2 separate regions of the Mus musculus genome follow, and region 2 is linked to region 1. Evidence: chromatin contacts called from public Hi-C data. All regions are on one chromosome and are shown on one strand. The core of a region is the stretch at or near the end of the contact, and the rest is flanking DNA. Distances in the headings are between cores, read along the strand shown. Region 1 overlaps Lrrk1 (leucine-rich repeat kinase 1). Region 2 overlaps Asb7 (ankyrin repeat and SOCS box-containing 7).

Region 1 (3,088 bases), core at 339-2,838:
CCCCTGTGAGCAGCTTGATTTGTTTTGATTTGGTTATACTGTTTTTTATATAGCGCTATGACAGTTTTAATGTTTAATCGTTTGTAGACAGTGACTCACCATGTATCCTCGGTTAGTCTGGAACTCTATGTGTACCTCTTTGTAGATCTGCTGCCTTCCTCCCAAGTGCTGAGATTAAAGGCATGCACCATCATATCCGGCTATATGCAGTTTTGTAAATGATTGCTTCAGGTATTGCATTATAGATATGTAGCCTACTAAAATAGACCGATAAAGTACTATTTTCAGTAATTTTAAAATCAGTTTAGATAGCATTGAAATTTTACCTTTATTAGATAATTGCCTTGTTTTTAAAAATCCCCTCTTTCTATATTAAGAGCTGTATTAAGCGATGGTTCCGTTTGCTTCAACTGTCAAATACAACTCGAGGGACAAAGAATGAACTAACAGCCTATTCTGTGTGCTTGTGCTTTGTTCTCACCAGGCTCCTAATTCCCAACAGCCCTTGCTTGGTTCGTCCTTTAGGTATAGCTGCTCCGTTAGGGACACCTTCCTTCCAGACGTTAGTTCTCTCATCTCCATCATTCCAGAATGTATTCATTTTCTCTTCCTTCTTGAGGGGTATTCTCCAGGCCATGGGGCTTTAAGTTGACCCCTCTCCTTCGTTAGTGCTTTGTGTCACTTCCCCTGGATCCTTGGTGTCTGACAATGTCGTTCAAATTGTTCCCCCCCCCCAAGGAAACATATCTCCTTCTCCCTCTTCCTCTCCCTCTCTCTCTCTCCTCCCCCCAGAGCTTCAGAGCTTTCAATAGTTTTGGTTTTGTTTCTTTTGTTTTTATGGTGGCTTGAGTATGATATGTGGGGAGCACTGGTCACTGACATCGCTCCTGTCGGGGACCTTCTTGCTTCTCCACTCTGCTGGCTTTGTCTTCTCTGCTTTGGAGGAGTTTTCAGTTTCCTAAATTAGGGTTCAGTGCGTTTCCTTCCACTCCTTGTGGACTCTGAGAGCATGAGTTCAGCTAAAATTCTTACCTCCTCTGGGGCTCTTTCAATCTCTTGCTCCTTCCTCACTCCCTCTCCCCCTTCCTCTTCCCCTTTCTTCTCTACCCTTTCCCTTCTCCATCTCTCCCTCTCCCCTCCCTTTCCTTTCTTCCTTCCTCCATCCCCATCTCTCCCTTTTCTCGTTCTCTTCTCCTTCCTCTCCTCTCCCCTCCCCATATCTCGCCCTCTTTCTTCCCATCTCTCCCCCTTCTTTTCCATCTCCCCTTCTCCCATCTCTCCTCCTCCCTGTGTCTTCCTTTTTCCCTTCCCTCTCATTCTCCCCTTCCCTCCTTCTCAATCTATCAGGGTATAGATTCTTTCTTCTGTCTTCTCTATTCTAGACTTGAGTCTGTCTACAAAAGAAACCTTCAGCTATTGTATTTTAGAGATTCTAAAATTTCCATTTCATCCCCCTTTGCTCCTCCATGACACTCCTTCTTTGGTGACTCCTGCTGTTTACTTTTGCTTTAAGCATGCTCGTGTTTGCTCGCAGGAGTGTTTGGTCTGTTTTAGAGGTCTTGTCTGAGCTTCCAAACGTCTGACTCATCCAGCTGCGGACACTGTGGCTGCCCTGTTCTCTCTGAGTGATATTTTTCTGTTTCCTGAGGAGAGTGTGTTTATTAGGATCTGGTGATTAGTGAAAATGTATTTTAGGAACGGGATCCTATTCAAGTCCTGGGCTTGGACTCTGCTAACTCTGGTGGGTGAACAGTTGTGTGGATTAATCACTCCTGGGAAAACAGGAACTACTCAGAATTAGATGGGACAAGGGGAATGGACTCCTGGGTCCTGTTGGGCAGGAAGGTCTTTCATGCTCCTTAGGTCTCCAGTGAAAGCAGTGTGTGTGTGTGTGTGTGTGTGTGTGTGTGTGTATGTTGGGGGGATGGTTATTATATTACCACCTAGTGCCTGAGTGCTGATTAACGTCCCAGCTCCCAGCAGACTTCTTGGATGACTGGGACAACTTTTACAGCCTGGCTGGGTTAGAGCCTCTCCACCTGGCCTTGGCAGGAGTGTGATGGGGAAGGGCTGCAGACACTGCTATGGTGTGGCTGGGCGTTGCCTATAGACTGTTTTTTCATGCTGCCCTTGCCTAGTGCTCTGCCTTCCCTTAGAGCTTCTTTGTCTGTGTCCATTTGTTTCTGAGTCGCCAGCTTCTTGTTGTTCTATCAGGGATGCAACGAAGGTGAGAGGGACCCCCCAGAGGTGCAACACCCCCCCCCAGCTCTGACCACACTAGCAGGTCTTTTCTCTCTCACTTGAAAATGTCCACTGCAGTGCATGCAGCATTGCTGTGTACGGAATGTGCAGGGTTCTCAGCTGCACCGAGAGAGGAATGCTGAGACGCACACCAGTTCCACCAGCTTCTCTTCAGTTTTTAAAATCACGCCTAATTGTTTTTATTTTTTATATGCACTAGTACATGACTTTCTTCTGCATGCCTGCATCCATTCGTCCTTCTTAATAGAAGTTACCGGCTTATTTACTGAAACTATATTGGAGAGCTTTTCAAATTGTGTTGAGCTGTTATCTGACGCTTTGGGAATTCTTCATAGCATCCTACAGCCAGGGAACACTGGGGATTACATCACCTTGTGGACCCAACAGTTGGGCCATCTCGCACACATAGGTGTGGCCCCGAGAATTCATAACCAGAGCAATATCAAATGTCCTCTTCACGGTGCTCATTGTCTCCCAATCTCTGACTTTTCTGAGAATTGGCTAGAGGCTTAAAAATGGAATCATTTCTAACATTAAATTAAATGATTAAGCCTAGGCTAACCAAAGTAATGCAAACAAAGTATTGATGAAGGGTTTCCACGGTAACATTCAATTCTTATTCCCCGTGAGCTGTTGGCAGGAGGGTAATTTTGGGTTTGCTTTTTAGCCAATGGTTTGGCATACGTCATGTATGAAAGTGTCAAAACAAAACTCACTGTTTTATATTAATGTGCTAACAAAAGCGTGCATACCTATACTCTCCATTTGGGACACCCACGCATGCTAAGAAAATAGCCTTACAATAAGAAAACAAATAGGCAAAAAA
Region 2 (3,088 bases), core at 396-2,895, 310 kb after region 1:
ATTTATTGGTTACATTTTCCTCAGGTGGCTGAGCACTGGTGGTCTGAATGAGACGCCCTCCATAATCTTGGGCACAGAAATGCTTGGTCTCCAGTGGGTGGCACTCTTTGGGGTGCCTTAGGAGGTGTGGCCTTGCTGGAGGAAGTATGTCACTGGAGGTGGGCTTTGGGAGTTTAAAGCCATTCCTTTTGCTAGTTCACGCTGCCTGGTGCTTGTGGCTGCTGCTTCCTGTTCCTGCTGCCACGCCTTTGCTCTGCCCTTCAGCCTCTCATCCTTTCTTCTAGACATGCCTTGTCATGGTGTTTTATCACAGTGACTGAGAAGTAACAGAGTCAGGCAAAAGTGATCCGTGGTTTTCTCTCAAATGTCAAGGCATCTATAGGTACCAACCCTGACAGTAGGGATTTATAAACACCTCAAGAAGGTATGGAAGAAGAGCCTTTCAGGTTAGTGAGAAGAGAGGGATTTATTTAAAAGGATGGTCTCTGTGTCAAAGAACCTAAGATGTGGTGTTATCTAAATGACCACAGTGTTCATTTTTAATATGTTAACAGTAGAAACTCCTGTAAGGCTCTAAAGTAGATGATCTGGCAAAAGTTTCCAATTCACTAGGGAAAAAAAAAATGTAAAGACCCTTAGTTAAAACGAGTCACATGAATTCTCCACATAGAGAGTATACTTATAATAGGTCATCCCATAAAATAACAACAGAAGCACTAGGAATGAGCATAGTAGGTCAGGACGGTTGTCATCTAGGCTGTGTGTGTGGTGAAGCCACGGCATACTACTCTGGGCTGAATTTAGCTCAGAAAGCCACAGCCTGTTTGACGTCCTTAAATTTTAAAACACTGAGAGGCCATGCCTTTTGTTAGCCTGCATTTTTAAAAGGTGTGTGTGTGTGTGTGCATGTGTATGTATGACGTGAGGTGTGTGTGTGTCTGTGTTGGTGGTGCCAGGGATTGAACCCAGGGCCCCTTGCACACTAAGCACTTACTCTACTACAGAGCTTCAAAACCAAGTCTCCCCTGGCCCCCAGGCCTCAAAGGGTTTTTTCTCTTTTTTTCTTCATTTTTACTTTTAGTCTCAAGTCTTATTTCTGTAAACATAGTACTTTGTGTGTGTGTTTTAATAACATAGTACTTGACTACTACTGAAATCTAAACAAAAAAATATTTCTGGTTACTTCGATATTTATAAAACAATATTTTTAAACATCTGTGATTAATGTTCCAGCAAGCAACTATCCTAAGCACTTGACAGAGTAAGTCTCCTGTGAAACAGTTTACACAACTCAATTCCCAGCCTCTTCAGCTTTCCCTTTCAGCATTATGAGCTATTTAATTCCTTAAAACACACAAATCCAAATCCCCCGGGCCTGCCTTTTACACAGCACTGAAGGTGTGCTGACAGTGACTCTAGGTTTTGCACGATGCTTCTGAGACACAGGCAACTGCCCCAGTCAATGTCTCAGTGAACCCGCGGACGTCCAGACCAGCCGTGGAGCAGGCCACTGGAAGAAGGCCACGCCAGCAAGGTGATGGGTGGTTCATTTACTCGGGGACCTGGCATGTCTGACATGTTCTGTGCATGACTAGTCTCTGAAAACTGCCTTCAGGATCCAACATACTAAAATTCCCAACTGATAGGATCACTAATCCTGAGTCAGCAAAGCCACAATTTTATAAATGTCAGTCAGGAAGGAGGGGTCTCTCCAGAGCCAAAGCCATACGCAGGCAAGTGTGAGGCAAGCTTTCAACTTACCCAGATTTTTTAATCAAAAATACATTAACGATTCTTCAAATTCTCAAACACCAGGCTGAGAGGATACCTTTAAAACCCCTGAATGTAGGGCTGGCATGTGGCATAGTGATGGTAACCGTGGACCAATTACTGAGTATGCCCACTGCCCTGGCGTTGATCTTTAGCACTGAAAATGTGGAAATTCCACAGTGCTCAGTCGCCTTGCTTAGCTGGCGGATGGATGCCTCTGTACCTTTACAGTGGGAAACTCTCAGAGAACTTTTGCTTCTGCTGATTATACTGCTCTATAGTTACCATACTCAGAAAACTACACATTTCAGAAACATTTTGACTTGCTTAAAAATAACAATGATCAGTTTATCAGCTGACGTAATTTTTATGAAAACAAATAAAAACCAGAGTCACTTTCAGAACAAGGTGGCTGCAAAGAGAGGGCTGTTGCTCCTTTCCTGCAAATGTCTGCCTTCCATCTGCTCTGAACTTCCGAGTGCTAGCCTGGCACACTGTGCTAGCCTGATGCAGTGTGCTAGCCTGGTGCACTGTGCCGGCCTGGCACACTGTGCTAGCCTGATGCAGTGTGCTAGCCCCGAGGCTAGCTTCACTCAAATATGTTGCTAGGAAAGCAAGGAGTACTTAGAACAGCCTTTTCCAGCTAACCTTGGATCCTCTATGAACCTGTCGTAAAATGAGACAAGGAGCTTTTTTCTTTTTCAATTTGATGTGTGTGTGTGTGTGTGTGTGTGTGTGTGTGTGTGTGTGTGTGTGTTGCATACATATGAAGTGCATGTGTGTGCAGAGGCCAGTAGTAAATACTGTCTTCCTCAACTGCTCCTTCACCTTATTTTTTGAGGCAGGGTCTCTCACTAAAGCTGGAGGTCAGCGACTGGCTGGGAGCTGGCCCGGAAGCCCCAGGGATCCTCCTGTCTTCACTCGCCTGCTGCTGGGGTTACAAAAGCATGCTACCATGGCCAGCATGTTATCTGGGTGCTGCTTATCCAAACTGATGTCTCCATGCTTGCTTGGCAAACACTACCAGCTCAGCCGTCTCCCCAGTCCCAACGGTGGCACAGAATCTGAAATACATTGATGAACTTTCTGTACGTTTAGATTATAGTCCATTGGTGTATCTTAAACTTCTAGTGGATCTTTTACCCATGCACACAGTAACATAAACTTGTCATCAGGAACACATGGCACACTAGGTTATGCATGCCTTCAAATTGTTAGCCAATTTCAACATATGATAGCAAAAGAAATCACTTTTCTTAATATTTCCAGTGATCTCAGAAAACCATTACATAGAAGGACTCTCACAATTGTAAATACA

What was found. A called contact is a pair of places that touch in the nucleus more often than the background predicts.
Region 2: a Hi-C map of embryonic fibroblasts shows a contact between it and region 1, with 3 times the contacts expected there. The contact joins two enhancer-like sites. A contact is called at or near these places in 4 of 15 datasets of contacts at CTCF or cohesin (the NIH/3T3 cell line, embryonic stem cells, large pre-B cells and 1 more), 5 of 484 Hi-C or Micro-C datasets (LSK cells, embryonic fibroblasts and embryonic stem cells), 6 of 115 datasets of contacts at active chromatin or transcription factors (bone marrow-derived dendritic cells, embryonic basal ganglia, embryonic stem cells and 1 more) and 2 of 9 other capture datasets (adipose tissue and embryonic stem cells).

Annotation. Positions count from the first base shown.
Region 1 is chr7:66,338,228-66,341,315 of GRCm38.p6, forward strand. All of the region lies in intron 3 of Lrrk1 (leucine-rich repeat kinase 1), which reads right to left. Among named protein-coding and RNA genes, the nearest start is that of Mir7057, 42 kb to the right of the region's middle. Within about 2 kb of position 1,589, at least 74 of the 459 cell types and tissues checked have an H3K27ac peak or open chromatin away from gene starts, as enhancers often do. A contact at or near this core is called in embryonic fibroblasts, where this site is marked.
Region 2 is chr7:66,652,191-66,655,278 of GRCm38.p6, forward strand. The region is part of intron 5 of Asb7 (ankyrin repeat and SOCS box-containing 7); the gene reads right to left. Among named protein-coding and RNA genes, the nearest start is that of Asb7, 36 kb to the right of the region's middle. Within about 2 kb of position 1,646, at least 56 of the 459 cell types and tissues checked have an H3K27ac peak or open chromatin away from gene starts, as enhancers often do. A contact at or near this core is called in embryonic fibroblasts, where this site is marked.